Linked DNA regions of Mus musculus: region 2 is linked to region 1. The links are chromatin contacts, called in public HiChIP or PLAC-seq maps. All regions are on one chromosome and are shown on one strand. Each heading gives the region's core, a stretch centred on a gene start, on an enhancer-like site or on the middle of the called end of the contact. The rest is flanking DNA. Distances are from core to core; before and after follow the strand shown. Region 1 holds the start of Gna13 (guanine nucleotide binding protein, alpha 13). Region 2 holds the start of D11Wsu47e (DNA segment, Chr 11, Wayne State University 47, expressed).

Region 1 (3,264 bases), core at 294-2,793:
CCTAGATTTAATAGGGTGACTCCTTAACCACTCAGAAATCTGTTTTCTGATGTGCTGCTGTGCCTCAACTCTGCCAACTTCTCTTAGGTAGAAAATACCTGACACTAAAGAAAAAAAAATTAAAAAAAACAAGATGATTCTTTTAAATGATAAAAATAAAAGCCACCTCTGCAACTTATTTGAACACTAAGGAATAAAAATATTGGGTGGTTTTCACTTAAGGAACAGTATTTAAAATACTGTTCAACAGGATTTGTGAAGCCCACCATGCAGTCCAGCACATGTATTTAAACATAAATTCATGAAAGCATTAGAAATGATATGAAATGATACTGTTTTTTTCTCCTGTCTCGAGTTATTAAGAAAAAAAAAAGTGTGCAACATGTTGAACTGTGATTACAAACATCCTGTAGCAATGAGCCGATAAAACCACTCGCGCTAATTTTTTTTAATAGACTTTCCTGATGCCAGTTCAGTAAACGTGAGTTTCATACTCTTGCCCCAAAAGGCTCTAGAGGCTGTCACTCTATGCCCTTGACAAGAGTCTCAGGGTAAAAAAAAAAAAAAAAAAAAAAAAAAAGTTTCCTCATTACAACCGTTCCAGAACTTGCTTAAGTCAAGAGGTGGCCTAGGAAGCCCAAAGCTGGAAGGGTAACATACCCGGTTACTAGGGTCACCCACCAGGGACGGGCAGAAAGGAAAGAAGGATAGGAAGGGATAGGGAGTGTAGGACCTGGGGCTACTGATGGGTGGTCTTGCCCGGAGTGCAGGGAGGACACAAGTTGCCCCGCTGCCCCGAGTCACCCTACTCGCCGCACTTCCCTCTTGGAGGGGGCGAGGCCAGCCGCGGAGTGCTGGGCCGACCGTGACCCTCACCGGGGTAGCACGGGGGGGACAGCGGGGCGTCCCGGATCGAAGGGACCAGGGCAACAGGGCGCACAGAACGGTGCCCAAGGCGCGCCCACCCGCTCGCCCGTCCGATCTGATCCCGTTCGGTCTCCTCCGACTGGGGACCCGGCGGATGAGGGCGGTGCCCGGCCCGGCTCCCCAGGGGTCCCCGAGCCCCGCCGCGCCCCGCACCTTTGATCACGTTGCTGTAGATGGTGGGGCGGAACTCCTCGCGCGCGCGCTGGTCGAAGTCCTGGCCGTGGATGATCCGCATCTGCTTCAGGAAGGTGGACTTGCCGCTCTCGCCCGCGCCCAGCAGCAGGATCTTCACCAGCCGCTTCACGTAGGTCTTCTCCCGCGACAGGCATTTGTCGATCTCCTTGGACTTGCGCTGCTGCTCGGCCTCGCCGTTCGTCAGCACGCAGCCCGGGAAGCACACGGACAGCACGGAGCGCGACGGCAGGAAGTCCGCCATCTTGCCGCCGCCGCCGCCTCGGCGGGCCCCTGCGGCTCCTCCACCTCCTCCTCCGGCAGCGGGCGGCTCCGGCAAGGCGGCTGGAGGGCGGGGAGCGCAGCGGCGGCCCGAGCGCGCCCGGGGAGGGAGGGAACCCGAGGACTGACTCGCCAGGGCGGGCCGCGCCGGCCGGGGGAGGGTGGGAGGGAGGGAGGGAGGGAGGGAGGGCGGGCCCGGGGAGGGGCGGCGGCCCTCTGGGCGTGCGCGTGCCCGCTGCCTTTCGGGTACGCGCACGCAGGCACGCCGAGCGGAGGAGGGAGCGGCAGCGGCGGGAGTCACGCGCTCCTGTGCAGCCGGGAGCGCGCTCGGAGAGCGGCGGAGCCCGGGTCACGTGGGCCAGGCTGGGCGCGCGCGCCTGCGGATCCAGAGTTTCTGTTTCCCTTTAGTGCCACCGCTTCCCGGAGCCCCGAGGCGAGTAAGCAAAGCCCATCCTGACCCCTTTCCGCTGGGGCATCTTTCTCACTACAGATCCCACTGCCCTTTCCCATAGTTACTCGCCCGCCGCTTGCTGTCACCTTCACGCGACCTATTTTGAGACCATTGGCTGGGACATCCCCGCACCCGACCAGTGCAAGCCTTCCTTCGTTACAGTTTGCCTTGTTTTGTTTTGTTTTGTTTTAACTCTTGAGACAAGATCCCTGCGGCCCAAGTTGGCTTAAATTTGTGACAATCGTCTTGCTTCAGCCTCCCTGTCCGTTTCTGGTATTACCGGCAGGCAAGAGCTTTCCTTCAAGATCGTGCGTTTAATTAGCAGCGACCCTTCCCCGCCCCCTTGTCATCCTAACCATCCCGAATCTGGAAGGATAAGTAGATGTCAGATGTCGTTATTGATCAACACCTCACCCTAGCAGCTCAGGGCACTATTGATAACCTGCCCTGGTTTGAGGGGAAGTTGGAGTTGATGTTCTCGTGAGATGTGCCAGGAAGGTCGCTGGCGGCTGGCTCACTCATTAGATTCCCATCCGAGCTGCACTTGTGACTTGGGTAATGCCTTCTGAGGTCAGTGAATGGTGGAGAGGGTGAGGTCATGTTGAAAATCCCCCTAAACCGGACACTCTGATGCACGTTCTTCCCAAGGAAGCAGATAAGCGCTCAGCCTAGGACTGCAGCAGGCACATTTTGGGTTTCCTGCCGGATTACAGAGGATATGACAGACAAGAAACTTTTTTTTTTCTGTCATACCAGCAGATCAGGCCAGAACACCTGAAAAAGAGACTCCTGGGGAACACGTGACTAGTGACAGCTGAATGACTGTAGCAAGGACCTCAGAAGCCAACTTCTTCATTCTTGTCAGTTTCAAAGTTGATGCCTGTCTGGTTTTGCTCCTGGGACCTGACTCGTGTGCAACTTGGGAACTTCCTGTGTGTTAGGGAGTTGGGGTAAAGAGGTCAACACCGTGACATGCACAAGTTTAAAATTTTAAAAACCAGCACTATAAGTCAGTCCATCAGTTACTGTCCATTTGGGCCAATGACTGGGTAGCTCACGACTCACTCACTACACTGGCTGCAGTAAACAATACATGTAGTAGAATTGTCTCCTGTTACATCCACTGAGACCGCGAGCGGACCTGAGCCCACAGAGTAGGCTGTGTGCAAAGTAGGCTGAGCTCGCATCCAGCATCTGTGGATTGCTAAAGTCAGGACTGATTTGTGACCAAAGTCTGTCATAGATGGTTGATCTCTGTATATACCTTGATCACTGTTAGGGATACCCTGTTCTAGGGCCGTGAAAAGGCCAGCTTCTACCCAGGACAGGTAGACACCAAGGCCCTGAATTACCTCCATGTTCTAGTCCGAATTCATTAGCAGAAACAGAGGAGGGAAATGCGTACGTTAGATTAAGCATCTTCGTTTTCCTGA
Region 2 (3,264 bases), core at 259-2,758, 4.3 Mb before region 1:
CTCCTGGGGATGACTCCATTCTCAAAATCTACTACCACAAAGCATATTGTGTACCCCTGAATGCTCTGAGGAAGCTAAGGTGGTTTAATGGCAGCCTGGACTACACAGGGAGATTGTCTCTCCATCAATGCCCACGCAGACACACCTCTACCACTGACGCTGGTATGTGACATTTGTTGAACGAATAAACATGTTTACTATAACTATTTAATACCGTGACTGAAAATACCTCCTGGCCAGTAAATAGATTAAAAAAAATAAAAAACAAACAAACCCCCCAAACCCTGAGTCTGAAACCACTTTACAAGATAAAAATCCATTTGTTTAAAGCAACCATTACTTTATCGTTCATAAAAGGCACACCCAAACTGTTTCCCACCGAGTGCACCATAAGTCTTCTGTTAGTGAGAATGCACTGCCGCACTGAAGGGCACACGACAAAGACAATACATGGGCTTTCCAGTTTTTTTGTTTGTTTTGTTTTGGAGACAGGGTTTCTCTGTGTAGCCCTGGCTGTCCTGGAACTCACTCCGTAGACCAGGCTGGCCTTGACCTCAGAAATCCGCCTGCCTCTGCCTCCCAAGTGTTGGGATTAAAGGCGCGCGCCACCGCCGCCCGGTTGGACTTTCCAGTTTTAACGGTAGACTTTTTTGAGATGATGGGGTCTTACCTGGTAGCCTTGTCTTCCCTGGAACTCTCACTAGGTAGACCAGGATGGCCTTGAACTCACATAGATCAGCTTGCTCTGCCTCCTGAGTAGTGGGATTAAAAGGCGTGCATTACTACGCCAGACTCTACACCCTACACTTTAACAGGGGTTTCGTTTTCCTGCCTGACCTCTTGTCGACTCTCCTAAAGACCCCCATGCTTATGGATCACTGTTCACGTTTGGCAGAAACTCTGAATATCAGTTTGTGTAAGGTGGGGAGCTGATAGTACTGAGTCCTAGACAAAGAACTGGATTATGCTCCTGACAGAGAAAAGGGAATGCGTCTGACAACCAAAGTTAAGACTTCCCCAAGTCTTAGAGTACACGTATTCTGGTGGTGGTGGTGAGATCACATGGGAGACAAGGTCTCAAGTAGCCCAGGCTGGCTTCGAACTTGTTACACAGTCGAGGATGATTCTGACCTCCTGGTCTTGCAGCTTCTCCTCCCAAGAATGGGGATGACAGGTGTGCGCAACTCACGGCGGGCAGGGACCTCGCGATTCGCCACTGATCAAGCTCACCTCGCCAGCCGCGAGGCAGCTCCGTCCACACCGCCGCGTTCCCACGCCTGCCGGTCTCCCCCACACCTCTCGGTCCGGCCTCTTCCAGCAGGTGGGCGTGGCCCTTCCCGGTACGGAACTCCGTTATCCCGTTCGCCTGTTCCGCACTCCTCTCTTGACCTGCAACAAAGGTCGCGGAAAAATAGCCCAGCCCTTAGCTACTCCATGGAACGGGCTCCGCACCGTTCGGAGACGCGAAGTTCCACGCCGCACACTCTTAGAACCCGGAGCCCACCAACACCTTCCCAACCAGAGGACCCCTGAGCCTGTGGCCGTCCGCGTCTGTGCCTGATGGAGCTCGTCTGGTTCTTTTTAAAATTTTCACCTTAGAGAGGCTTAACGCAGAGACAAGTATCAATGATCGTCAAATAATGTAATTTATCTAAAATCTGGCTTGACTTTTACGTCGTGTCCTGTTTTGTTTTTGAACAGGCGGCTGCCCCGGACACCTAAACGGGGGTCCTGGAAGTTCCCGGTCAGTCTTCCCTCTGGGACCCGCCTCTTCCTGCGTGCGCGGTGATGGGAAAGCGCGGCCGGCGTCCCGCCTCCGCGCAGCCGCAGGAGGACAGTACCACGGCGCCTGCGACATGGGGAGGCGCGGAGGCGACACCGGAAGTGGCTGTGGTCCGGGTCGGCCCGAGGGGGACTCAGCGCCCGCAGCAACCACCCGCGCGGCGGCGGTCAGAGCTCAGACCCGTGCGGGTGGGCGTGGCGGGCGCCGGGACACAGCTCCGACTGTTCGCTGTCGGCGCGGGGCGGCGCCGCGTCGCTCGCCTTCACCAGCTGCCATGAGCGAGCGCCTCCGCCCCAGGTGAGGGAAGGGGGGAACCCGCTTTCTCCGCGGCCCCTCGGCCGAGGATGTGCGCTCTGGAGCCGAGGGGCGGACGGAGCCGGCGGGGTGGTGGTGCGAGGCTCTGGGCTGCGCTGCTCTGCGGTCGGAGGAGGCGGAGGGGAGAAGGTGGCGCCGCCTCTGACACTTGGACCCCGTGGGCAGCCAGGGAGGCGACGCTCTGGAATCCAGGGCTGCCCCTTCTCCGTCTTTTCCTTGTTTTCTTCGTCTTCTGCCCTTTCCGCTTCGGAATGAGGTTTGTTCGGCCCGACGAGACGGACGGTGTGGTCCTTCCTAAATTGAGGCGGGCGGTGGTGGTAGGGGGATGGGAGGGATGGCCGATCTGGAAGAGATGGCTCCCTTCGAGCGAGGCGCCTCGGAGAGGGGACGGGATGCTTCGGGGGCGGGGAGCTGCTGGCGCCCCAAGGTCAGGAGAAAGGCGGGGGTTGGGCTTAACCCCTGCAGCTGGGAGGGCTTAGGGCAGACCGCAGCGCTGTGCCCTCCCTCATCTGATGGACCCGGGTGGGTGGTGACCCACTCTCGGTTGTAGCATTAGCAGGCAGGATTCTAAACAGTTTGGATGAGGGGCCAGTTGGCTGGGAGCAGGGAGGTGGCTAACACCACGAGTTACTCTCAACCCTCACTAGGCGGGCGGCCCCTCGGGGCTTTAGGCCCGATCCAGATGAAGTTTCTTTTCTCCTTATTTTCCGTCTGGGAAGAAGTAAGTTGGGACGCCTTACCTCAGAATGAAGAAGGCTGGCTTTATTTCTTACTGGAAAGTCTCCTAATAAGATGCTTGACGATCTATCTACATCTACGCTAAGTTGTACTTTTTCATTTCTCTGGTGGAGAACAGAGAACGGATTTAGAGAGACTCATTTATTTATCTAAGTCTATTCAGGCTCGCGGCTCTTTATTCCGTAGTCGTCTCAGGCTTAAAGAAGGTGGATCGTAGGCTTGCTTTTTTATTTTCTCTCATAAATGATTTTACTTATTTTATTTTATGTGTATGAGTGGTTTGCCTGTGTATATGTATGTACATCACGACGTGCGTGTCTAGTGTCAACGTAGACTCAGAGGAGGGCTGGGAACAAAACCCCAGTCCTCTGTAGGACTAACAGGGGTCTTCCGTGGCTGGGCCATCTCCTCAGCCCTGAGTCTTGTTC

What was found. HiChIP or PLAC-seq counts read pairs in DNA pulled down with a chosen protein or histone mark.
Region 2: an H3K27ac HiChIP or PLAC-seq map of bone marrow-derived dendritic cells shows a contact between it and region 1, with 18 times the contacts expected there. The contact joins the promoter of D11Wsu47e here to the promoter of Gna13 in region 1. A contact is called at or near these places in 1 of 484 Hi-C or Micro-C datasets (B cells) and 1 of 115 datasets of contacts at active chromatin or transcription factors (bone marrow-derived dendritic cells).

Annotation. Positions count from the first base shown.
Region 1 is chr11:109,361,073-109,364,336 of GRCm38.p6, reverse strand. It overlaps Gna13 (guanine nucleotide binding protein, alpha 13), which reads right to left and starts at 1,543. Exons shown (of 4, transcript NM_010303.3): 1 at 1,081-1,543. The coding sequence starts at 1,363. It overlaps Gm11696 (predicted gene 11696), which reads left to right and starts at 683. Exons shown (of 2, transcript NR_038097.1): 1 at 683-1,231.
Region 2 is chr11:113,682,678-113,685,941 of GRCm38.p6, reverse strand. D11Wsu47e (DNA segment, Chr 11, Wayne State University 47, expressed) reads right to left here and starts at 1,508. Exons shown (of 5, transcript NM_001361593.1): 1 at 1,231-1,508. Fam104a (family with sequence similarity 104, member A) reads left to right here and starts at 1,791. Exons shown (of 3, transcript NM_138598.5): 1 at 1,791-2,080. The coding sequence starts at 1,857.